Regions from separate parts of the Sus scrofa genome. Here region 1 is linked to region 2. A link is a contact called in public HiChIP or PLAC-seq data. All regions are on one chromosome and are shown on one strand. The core of a region is the stretch at or near the end of the contact, and the rest is flanking DNA. Distances in the headings are between cores, read along the strand shown.

What was found. HiChIP or PLAC-seq counts read pairs in DNA pulled down with a chosen protein or histone mark.
Region 1: an H3K27ac HiChIP or PLAC-seq map of alveolar macrophages shows a contact between it and region 2. The contact joins the enhancer-like site here to the promoter of CHST2 in region 2. A contact is called at or near these places in 4 of 47 Hi-C or Micro-C datasets (blood, embryonic fibroblasts, heart right ventricle and 1 more) and 2 of 2 datasets of contacts at active chromatin or transcription factors (alveolar macrophages and skeletal muscle).

What each region holds. Positions count from the first base shown.
Region 1 is chr13:84,002,501-84,005,372 of Sscrofa11.1, forward strand. The region is part of intron 17 of SLC9A9 (sodium/hydrogen exchanger 9); the gene reads right to left. Among named protein-coding and RNA genes, the nearest start is that of CHST2, 190 kb to the left of the region's middle. Within about 2 kb of position 1,266, at least 15 of the 83 cell types and tissues checked have an H3K27ac peak or open chromatin away from gene starts, as enhancers often do. A contact at or near this core is called in alveolar macrophages, where this site is marked.
Region 2 is chr13:83,817,338-83,820,233 of Sscrofa11.1, forward strand. It overlaps CHST2 (carbohydrate sulfotransferase 2), which reads left to right and starts at 1,315. Exons shown (of 2, transcript XM_003358597.4): 1 at 1,315-2,323; 2 at 2,430-2,896. The coding sequence starts at 2,612.

The DNA.
Region 1 (2,872 bases), core at 16-2,515, 190 kb after region 2:
TGCAAAAAATGTATACGTTGTGAGTCTTGAAAACCTGGCCCATTTAAACTATAGTTTTCTTTCTCTCTCAAGGGTACCAGTTGCTTTCTGTTCTAGTCAAACAAAGTTTAGGCTTAACACACCCCAGAGATTCAGCGAAATCAGCAAGAGGGCGGAAATGGTTTTTTAAAAAGCTGTGGTTTCACAGGCTTGGCAGGGTCAGTCTTTTTCTTGACGCTGCCCCACCACTGCACGCCCCAATGGAAATGTCCCACGACTTTCCAATGGTCCACTTGGTCCCAAGCCCACACTTCTTCTGGATGATTGCCTAACACTTCAGCGTATAAAACGGGCTCATACAGCTTTGTTTCCTTAGCACTTAGCACACTGCCCAGAACGTAGTAGGTGCTTAAGAGAGCCAGTCCAACAAATGAAGAGGCAGAAAGAAGTAACATCAGCAGCACAGAGGAGCCAACATTTTCCAGAAGGGAAACAATACTGAAGGGAAAAAGTAGATAAAAATAAAGTGTTGATGCCAATAAATATTGAAAGGATATCAAGTGAAAGGCTGAAAAAACCAATAAGGAGATGCAGAAAAAGCCAGAAGACCTGAGTGAGGTTTGTGTGGGTCAGGAAGGAGGAGAGGGCCCCTGAAACAGCCATAAAAAAAGGGGAACATGACCAGAGAGAAAGACTAAAGCAGTGACTGATGAGGGACTGAGGGAAGTTGAAAATGGAGGAAGGGAGTAAAGGCAGGAAGAAGGAGGTGGGGAGAGGGAGAGTTGTCATGGGGACAGACCCACCCAGGGGCCTGGACAATAGGTCCCCTGGCTGAGGACAGACAGGAGTGGTTCAGGTCTGAATGAGGCAGAATTGGAGGGAAAAGCCAAAACGATGCAAGTGAAGTGGGTCACTGTCAGGGTTCATCCTGTTTTCTGGAGTTGGATATTTTTAAATTACATAATCCTCTTTGTTCTCCGTTATCCTCTCAGTCCCTCCCACCTTACAAATCCACCTTAGTTAAGCCCCAGACAGCCACTACCAAGACCACGACTCCTGGCAGCACTCCCTGCCCTCCCTTTCCAGCCGCCACATCCTGCCCCTCCCCCTCCCAGCAGAGCCTCTACTCCAGCTCCAGGCATTTCCCCTCCTGACTCCCAGGCATTTCCGCCAGTGACACATGGACTCTTAAGCTGACTTCCTGTCCCCACAGACCCTTCTTCCTCCAGGGCCACTGCCAGCCTATCTGCAGCCTTTGTGCAAGTTGGAAAAGGGAGCCCATGGGGTCTTGGGCAGATGACTTAGAGCAAAGTGCAGGTAGACTAAAGCAAGACTTGTGTCTCAGAGCCAGAGATTCTACAGAGAAGCCCGTGTGTGGTGTGGGAGGGCTGTGTGTAGAGAGGTGTTTGGGAAAAGCTGCTCATCGAAAGTGATATTTGAATTGAGATTTCAATGATGAGCAAATGTTTTCCCTGTTCCAGGTGGTTTTGGGGTGGGTGGGGGAAGGTGGAATAAGGGGAGAGAATGGCTTTGGCACAGGAATCGTGTGTGCAAAGGAGCAGAGGTGGGAAACAGTATGACTGTCAGTGTTGCTGGAGCGTTTGTGTGAAAAGCGGTTAAGAGGCAGCCCAGTGGTGGCAATGAGGTTAGAGCAAGTAGGAAGGACCAGGTCATGAAGGAACATGAATGTCAGGCTCAGAACCAGATGTCACTTTACAGGAAAGAAAGAGTGTCTGGTTTTAATCTCAGGTGAGATGTGAGATTTGCATACCTTACTTTGAAAAGATATTGTCATTGGTTTTTTATTTGTTATTATTTTTTATTTTTATTTATTTTTTGCTTTTTAGGGCCGCACCCACAGCATATGGAGGTTCACAGGCTAGGGGTCTAATCGGAGCTATAGCTGCTGACCTATGCCACGGCCATTGCAACACCAGATCCGAACCACGTCTGTGACCTACACCACAGCTCACAACAATGCCAGATCCTTAACCCACTGAGGAAGGCCAGGGATCGAACCTGCAACCTTGTGGTACCTAGTCGGATTCATTTCCACTGCGCCACCACAGTAAATCCTGTTACTGGTTTTTTATATATGAGCAAACTCAGCCTCAAAGGGGTATTTATAAATGACCTGCTCCATGCCTCACAGTTAATGGCAGAACCAGTTTTCGACCCCATTTTTTGTTGTGCTAAACCTGGAAGTCCGAGTGACCTCTGAAATTTCCCTTACAGAACTTGCTATACCCATCTCACCTCCCTCAAAAGTCAAAAAAGACTAGATTCAGGCCAGTTCAGATAATGCCCCTTGGGCCCCTAAAGAGGTACTTTTAAAAATCTAGCTGCTTCATTTCTTAACAGAAAGACTATTCATACAGGGTTCGTCTTTAGAGAGCCAAACCAAAAATACTCCACTGGGCATTTATTGGCACTGATTTCCAGAAAATATTTATATCGTCAGCTGAAAGAGGGAAAGAGGGCAATTGGGAGAAAGGGGACTTAGAAGTCCCTTAGTTCTTTGTGGGAAGACAGCAACTATGGTCGATTCTTAGTGGCCACTGGAACGGTGGCCACTGGTTTTGGCTTGTGACTTCAACATAAATTCATAAATTCATGAAAACAAAAGGGAATGTCTTCAGTGTTTTTTTCCTTTTGTTGCCTCCTGTGCACAGGTGGATTTCTATCAAGCACAGGCCAGAGAGGAGAGAGATGAGAAAGAGCCTTGAAAATCCAATTTCTGAGTCACTGGTGGCTGAGCCATCCAGGAAACACCCACCTTAACAGTCATGCCTGGGAAGTGCCTTCATTACCTCCAGTGGTGAGAAAGTGAACCCCTAGTCTAAGACATGAAACTGAGAGAGGAACCCTAAGTCTCTTTATTATCTGGAATTCT
Region 2 (2,896 bases), core at 65-2,564:
ATCTCACTCTTACATTCTATCAGAACCATGGCGGTGGGGATGTGTGTGGAAATCTGAATTTTACCTACAGCATTATGCATTTTTCTGGCGAACAAGGCCAAGTCAAGGTTTTGAAACATTTTCTACCCGGAAGACTCATATGAATTAAGTCACTTTCTAAGAGTCCTAGCACTCCGAAGATTCTGTTAAGACTCACTGAAGAGTAGTAACGGCGCAAACAATAACATTTTAAATTTAGAAGGACATTCTGGCTGAGAGAGGCTGGCCCATATAGTACAAAGATAAATCTGCAGTAACTTTGTCAACTTCTAAAAACTCTTTTGGGACAGGAGGCAACAAAAACGCCTTACCAAAGGCCGATGAGCTTCAGGACCGGTAGCGATTCGTAGCTCTTCAGCCAAGGGCTCAAGTAAGGTTTAATTACCTGGGTATCTAACTCCTCTCACCGTTCAATTACTACTGTAGACGCTTATAACTGTCTTCATTTCGGGGATGAATTTTAAGCTACGGCTTAGCCTCTTCTGATGAAGGGGGGATGAGAAGAGAGAGAGGGGCGAGGGGGGAGGGACGGAGAGAGAGCGAGAAAGGGAGAGGCAGGGAGAAGAGAGAGGAAGAGAAAGCTGTTCCTTATTAAAAAAAAAGGCGGGGGGGTAATACTTAAACCAACTAAACACGATCTACTAAATATGATCCGACAACGGCGTTTCCTTTAAGGTCAAATCGCTTGATCTCATTTCTAAAACCAAAAAGCAAGACATGTATTTTACGGTAAATTAGAACAGAGTCACCCCTGATGCCCCATCACCCCAGTTCGTTCCCGAGGACATCAGTCACAGCGAACGCATCATCACGAGATGAGATGGGGAGAGCGTCTGCTGGGGGCGTAATAAGACCGAACAGGCTCTCTCCATAGGTGGAGTAAAGCGAGAAGAAGCCCCGCCGGCACACTCCTCCGGAAAACTGAAGCATCTTCTTTAACCTCGGGGTCAGAAAGATTTATTACTTCCTCGGTGAGCGAGAAGCCTCAGGCTAGTTGGAACTGACGAGCGGGGAGTGGGAACCTGAGAGCGACGCTCGGCGTTACCAGAGCTCTCCGGGGCGCGGGTGCGTCCTCAGTTCCCGGAGGGGCCCAGCCGTGCCGACCCGGGGGAAGAGCGGCGTGGGAGGCCGCTGCGGGATTTGTCCAAACTTTATCACCAACTCTTTCCGAGAGCAAAAACGGACGATTGAGCCCGGCAGCGGCGAGCAGAATCCAAGTTTCTCAGAGGTCGGGGCGCCGGAGCGCTCTTAACCCCCGAGTCAGCGCCCTGGCGCTCAGCACACGGACTGCTACGGCCTCCACCGCGCGGATGGCGGCCGGAGCGACGCCGCTATAAATTGGTCCCCGCATCTCCAACCCCCAAGGCGTCGGCGGCGGGAGCCGGGCGCTGAGTCGGGGGCGGGCGCGGGACGCGCGGAGGAGGAGCGCAGCGCGGTGAAAGGGGAGGAGTCCCAAGGATAGACGGTGGCGCGCACCAACCCGGCGCCTGCTGGCAGGAGCCGTGCAGAGGCTGGCCCGAGCGCGTTGCAGCCGCTCGGCGTAGGGAGAGTCGGGTAGCAGCATCCTCCCAGGCGCCGCTTTCGCGCGGCGGTGGCAGCGGCTGCGGCTGGGGCTTTCTCAGTCCGGATTTCTCGTTGGCCCGAAGAGGCTGGTGCCGGGGGGCGGGGCGGGCAAGGGAGCTGCGGACCCCAGCTCTTTTGCTTAGAGCTGTGTGTAGGGGATTTCTGGGCCAGTCGGAGGCTGCGGAGCGGCGGGGGCGCCGGCAATGCCCGCTCGGGCATCCTCTGGGTGATGGAAGAAGCAGCTGCTGCCGCCGCCGCTGCAGGGTCGCACTGCGCCCCATCTACAGCCTTCCGAGAGATGGGAAGATTCGGGGCGCAGAGGCCGAGAGCGAGAGAGGCGGAGCCGCTTTGCCTGGAGCTGGGTCCGGTTTAAGCCCCCTCCCCCCAACTTCCCCCGGCCAGCTTCACCCCCCCGCCCCGAGCGAGGAAGGAAGCTACTGTCCCGAGAGGGCGGCGGCGACGCCGCTGGAGCCGGTCGCAGTGGGCTTAGCGGAGGGCAGAGCAGGGCTCCAGGCCCGTTGAAAGTTTCCCTTCCCCAGCCTCAGGGCGCCTGCTGCCAGGAAACTCTGCCCAGGGCTTGGGCTGCGGATTCCCGCGACCCCCTCGGAGGCAGGGGACCCCGAGCGGAAAACAGCGCTTGAGAAATCGAGGAACGAGTGACAGCAGGACAGACAGCCGGGCCGTGATCCCGGGCCGCTCCGGGGCGCGCCTGCGGCTCCAGGTGAGCTGGGGAGCCAGGCAGACCCGAGGGTGGGCGTTACTTAGGAGGAGGTGGAGGCTGGGGAGGAGGATTGGGGAGCATCGACTTACTCCGCTTCCCCTCGTAGGTCCTTCTCGGAGCCGCTGCCATGGGAGAACCAACCCTAGGCGCCGGGGACCAGCCGCCGCTGCTGCCGTGCCCACCTCGGAGCCGCGGCCCAAGTCCCCGCGTCCGAAGCCGGGCCGCTGCGTCCCCCTCCCGGGTTGCAGGGCCGCCTCCGCCGCGCTGCCGGCCTGGGCTGTGCCTGTGATGAGCCGCAGCCCGCCGCGAGCCCTTCCCGCGGGCGCGCCCCCCCGGTTGCTCCCGGCCGCGCCTGCCGCCGGGCCGCGCGCCCTGCTCCCACCGTGGCCCCGGCGCCCGGGTCGCCGCTGGCCCGCGTCCCCGCTCGGAATGAAGGTGTTCCGCAGGAAGGCACTGGTGCTGTGCGCGGGCTACGCGCTGCTACTGGTGCTCACCATGCTCAACCTCCTGGACTACAAGTGGCACAAGGAGCCGTTGCAGCAGTGCAACCCCGACGGGCCGCTGGGTGCTGCG